Regions from separate parts of the Salmo salar genome. Here region 1 is linked to region 2. A link is a contact called in public Hi-C data. All regions are on one chromosome and are shown on one strand. The core of a region is the stretch at or near the end of the contact, and the rest is flanking DNA. Distances in the headings are between cores, read along the strand shown.

What was found. Hi-C and Micro-C count contacts between places; a contact is called where the count stands out from the background.
Region 1: a contact with region 2 is called in a Hi-C map of muscle, with 6 times the contacts expected there. The contact joins the promoter of surf4l here to the promoter of qsox2 in region 2. A contact is called at or near these places in 2 of 3 Hi-C or Micro-C datasets (gill and muscle).

The regions. Positions count from the first base shown.
Region 1 is chrssa26:1,105,961-1,108,660 of Ssal_v3.1, reverse strand. surf4l (surfeit 4, like) reads right to left here and starts at 1,340. Exons shown (of 6, transcript XM_014174788.2): 1 at 1,096-1,340. The coding sequence starts at 1,143.
Region 2 is chrssa26:839,098-841,797 of Ssal_v3.1, reverse strand. It overlaps qsox2 (quiescin Q6 sulfhydryl oxidase 2), which reads left to right and starts at 1,344. Exons shown (of 12, transcript XM_045708129.1): 1 at 1,344-1,712. The coding sequence starts at 1,439.

The sequences.
Region 1 (2,700 bases), core at 91-2,590, 270 kb before region 2:
AATCTGACAGTCATACTACCTCGGGTATGTGTAAGTGAAGTGGGTTCATAAAAACTTAAGTATCCATCTTAGAAATATTTCACATACAAACGTTATATGTCCAATCTCAAAATCAAATAAGATAAACAAAAATAACATTGTCTCTGTGGTAGAATGTTTCTTTTGATTGGCGTTTTTCTTAAACGTATTTAAATCCCATCAGGTAGCCTGATTTCAGATTTCCATGTGAACAGGATTATAATATTTCTTGCAAAGCATGTAAACGTTTTAAACAAACTATAATATTAATCTGACTATCCATGGTACTGTGTTTACGGCAAACAGCCCGAGGTAGACAATTCATAGACGCTAACTGATTTAGCGGTCCACCGCTTACCTGTTGATGATAGTATATTCTGACTGGGGGAGTTTTGTTAAGAGCCCGACACTAGTCTAAACATGAACATATTGCATGCGGTACGTTTTTGGAAACATAAGGAACGTATCTTTCATTTAAGCTTAAAGATTTTCTAAAACTAATGGGTAAACTACGACACACCTTTATATGGTTTGTGTTCCCACACGGCCATATCTCCATGTTTACATTGCTTGTTTCCAAAAGACTGGTGGAAGACATAGGCGGCCACGTGCTAATCAGCCATATAGCTTGCGCTGAACACCTGTGTGTAAGCATAACTGCTACAGTAACTATATATGTTTTTATTACAACAATTCTGTCAAGGGCAAATCAGCATATGTTTCGAAAACAATGATTGTTGACGTTTCTAAGAGTATAAACACAGCGTCGGAAATGTACCAAATGCGTAAGAATGTAACCGCTGAAACTCATACATATGGAGGAGCAAAAGTGTTTTCGAAAGCTAAACCAGAGGTACCCACTACTGCAACTGTTTCGGCTTCATGACTGTACGATTGAAGAATAACTCAAACGGGAAGGGACTACACCATCATTGTTCATTCATTTACATTAACTTTTTTATCCACATTCTAGTTTCGCTATCATGAAAAAGTGAGAAGACTCCCTCCCCCTTATTCAATGATGACTCCGGTCTGGTTCTGCTGTGGCCGCGAGGGCCTTGTCGGTGCACTGCTTACCTGGTCCGCCACGTCCTCCGCATTGCTCATCAGATCATTCTGCCCCATGTCACGCTCTGAGTCTGGTACTGCTGGTGCCACTGCAGTTTCCTAAATTTCTAACTGACAAAAATCTGACCTGTCGCCTTGGGTTCTTTCAGACGCTAGCTCCTCTTCATCGAAGAAGTGCAAGCGCTACCTCCGCCCCATAACACAGCTCCCTCTGTAGGCAGTAATTGCCATAGCGTGCCACGTATACTGAACCAAGGGGCTAGTGTTCCGGTTGGGAAGCACGCCATCCAATGTAGACCGAGGAGACTGGCGGTACTACAGTTTAACTGATGCGGAGCCCAGAAGACGCCCCCCAAAGAGAAGTCAAATTTCAAAATTATTTAAAAATAAACTTTCATCATCACCTTTGTCTTCGAGGCCAATTTTTTTCCATCAGTCACAGCCGAAGTTTTATATTTTACATTTTATATTCATGCTGTTAGGGCTCCTGAGTGGCACAGTGGTCTAAGGCACTGCATCTCAGTTATAACAGTCCCTGGTTCAAATCCAGGCTGTATCACATCTGGCTGTGATTGGGAGTCCCATAGGTTAGTGCACAATTGGCCCAGCATCGCCAGGGTAGGCTGTCATTGTAAATAAAAATGTGTGTTTAACTGACTTGCCTAGTTAAATAAAGGTAAAATGTGTCACATGCGCACACAGAAGGAAAAACTCTTTAATCACTCATGCAATCTCCTCTGGTGTTATAATGGAAAGTGGGATCCATTGGACGTCCCTACCCTAAACTCTAAGTTAACTAACCTTAAGCCTAACCAGTGGTGAACCGTCTTCCAGGGCAGGTGGGGCATTGAATTGAACCTGTTTAGCTAAAAACAAGAATTTGAATTATTATTATATATATATTTTTGATGTGCCTGTTTTGCATGTTATTTTGGCATTAATATGTGTCACATATCAGTTTGCAAACAATGTAAAAAAAAAAAATTAAAAAAAAACTATAATAATTGAGGTTAATTGAGCCCTGTTGGGGCTCGGGGGCAGTATTGAGACATTTTGAAAAAAATATGTGCCCATTTTTAACTGCCTCCTACACCAACTCAGAAGCTAGGATATGCATATTATTAACACATTCGGATAGAAAACACTCTGAATTTTCTAAAACAGTTTCAATGGTGTCTGTAAGTATAACAAAACTCATATTGCAGGCAAAAACCTGTGAAAAATAGATCCAAAAAAATGTGAATTTTGTGACTGTACTATTTAGTGTCATTGTTTTATAGATACCATAATGAGAAAGGATTCATTTCGCAACACCTACGGCTTCCACTAGATGTCAACGATCTTTATAAAGTTGTTTGAAGCGTCTATGATAAACAGAGAGCAAATTAGAATCCAAGGAAGTTGACATGTCATCACTTCATTTTTTTGCGCCTGCGCATAAATCTGAGAAACGTGAGTTTGTCATCATTTTTTATCTAGACATAGGATAGGTTGTGTGAAAATATTACTGATGTTTAACGTTAAAAGTGGACCAAAAGATTAATGCTAAACAACATTTGACATGTTTGAACGAACATAAATATATTATTTACTAGTTTTTTTTAGCTTTTCGGC
Region 2 (2,700 bases), core at 95-2,594:
CGCAAATTGCAGGCGATGTGGTCAGCATGTTATGCCTCGATTACACCTACAATGTTTTTGCACTTTGGTACAACCCTACACCCAAACAAGGGCACTGCGTTCATCCACCTCTGGCCTGCTGGCCCCCCTACCTCTGAGGAAGCACAGTTCCCGCTCAGCCCAGTCAAAACTGTTCGCTGCTCTGGCACCCCAATGGTGGAACAAGCTCCCTCACGACGCCAGGACAGCGGAGTCAATCACCACCTTCCGGAGACACCTGAAACCCCACCTCTTTAAGGAATACCTAGGATAGGATAAAGTAATCCCCCCCCTAAAAGATTTAGATGCACTATTGTAAAGTGGTTGTTCCACTGGATATCATAAGGTGAATGCACCAATTTGTAAGTCGCTCTGGATAAGAGCGTCTGCTAAATGACTTAAATGTAATGTAAATGTACAACAGAAGTACATTAACTTCCAATGGAACGCTGCATTTGCCTTGCAGCTTTGCGTTGCAGAGGCAGTTGACGTGCGTTCTGTGTTGGATTTATGGAATATATTATTCAAACTGTATGCGCAGGCCGCTTGACAGAAATGGTAGCAGGTGGTTTATGAACTTTTGTTGCACACATATCCAGACGATGCTGCGGGTCATTGTTGGTGTGATCGAAGCGTTAGTGGAAGGTAGCGAGATAGTGTATCCAATATCAGACCAGGGTGACCGCTGAAGCACATTTATTGCACCGAAAATGTACAACTACGGCATTGACTTTTAAATGTTTTTGTAAAGAAAATCCCAAAACAACAACGAAAATTCACTCGGATAAAAACGGAAACACTTTGAACACTTCCAAGTCCCAACTTCCGCAGACAAATTTCCCAGTCTCGCTGAAGATTCTAGCCACAATAAACTAGCTAGCTGGGAAAGGCTCATTGGGACAGCTGAACCACAGATAGAACCACGAGACAGATTATTTTATCGGATGTATAAATCATCCGCTTTGCGAGAGGAAGCCCACTGGCCGGCAGTGGGAGAAGCAGGAACGAGATGGATTTTGGCTGACATTCTGCACATTTTCTCATCGATGAAACATTTGATATCAATACAGTTTTATATTCGCTACAATCTGTTATTTGTTTTAAATCGCGTTGTTTATAATGAGTGCAAATGCGAATTGGGTTATTGCACACGCGCACTTCACAGAGGAGGCGTTCCCTAACGGAAATATGCAGATGTCTGCTAGAACGCGCCAATAGGATCTCGCTAGCTCGTGGTTGTTCTGCCCACTATGACTCATTCGTTCCCATTGGAAATGACAGGCTGTGGTCTATCTTGGTTCAGTTGAACAAATCTTTGACTGAACCGAATCCGTTCGTATCCACTCGACATACGTCATCAATTTTGCCACCAGGCGTGTCCGTAGCCTCTCGCTTTCCATCTCCACATTGTCTTTACGATATGGCGACTCTGTGTGTAGACGACTGCCCTTCGCTCCGAAAAACAGGTTTTTTATTGTTCAAAACGAGCATTATTTTTGTGTTTCTATTTAATCCGTCTCTAACCACTCGGCTGTATTCTGAGGAGGACTCGGTGGTTATACTGACAAGCGCGACTGTCGAGCAGACTTTGCTCAACTCTTCCACCGCTTGGCTGGTCCAGTTTTACTCATCGTGGTGTGGTCACTGCATCCAGTACTCTCCTACCTGGAAGGCACTAGCTGGCGATGTAAAAGGTGAGTCTTACGGATATTTAGCTAGCTAGCACGGTCACATAAAAGGTTTGCTAGCCTTTTCTAAATGATCTTTCCCTGTTGTATTTCTGCTATCTTCTTAGCAGATAGCTAACAACGTTAGCTGGCTAATATTGTTAGCTGGTTGATAACTAGCTAGTTTAGTAGCTACCTTAATTGAGTTTGGATTAAGTGATACACTAGTTAGCTAACATTACAAATAACAACGGCAAGCTTAGTCATAATGTTATCAATTTCGTGCATGTTTTCTTAGCTAGCTATTTGGATCTCGATGTTTTTTCCCCTCATCGGCTCTTCTAGTCCGTCAACATATGGTACGGTTTAACACCGTGGTTAAAGTTGGTTTGAGATGAGATATTTGCCGAATATTCGGACCGTAAACTTCAATAGGTCGCGAACGATTTGCGCTAACGTTACATACACCGGATAAGGCTCTTTTATGAAGGAAAAAAGCTGTACAACATTGCACAGGTCTTATTTTCAGACAGCCTTGCGCACTGACACTAGTTATGGACAGTCAACAAAGTGCATGATCACAATATTCAAATGGCAATAGCTCTTCCACCACGTGACTTGGCAACCTCACTAAAGTTGTTTGAATACCAATAATAACATACTGTATACTGCACACTTTATGAGTATATGATACTATACACTATTCGTTAATTTTAGTATACTGTAAACGAATGGTAACCTTTCAGTTGAGCGTACTAGCTCTTCGCTTGTCTACTGGAAGTTGATGCTGTTGTTATGCAACCTCTTGCTAGTTTGTTAGCATAACAAATTACTAGCTAGACATCTTAAGACTACGGGTGTGTTTATAAATTCAATTTGTACTGCCAGAGTGCTCTCTTGGCGCTTTGTAAATTCAGAGTGCACATTGGACACTGGTCGAGGAGTCGGGTTGATCTGAGCGTTCTGACCTCACAACTGCAGTCAAGTCCACTGGCTAATGTTGGCTAGCTTGTTA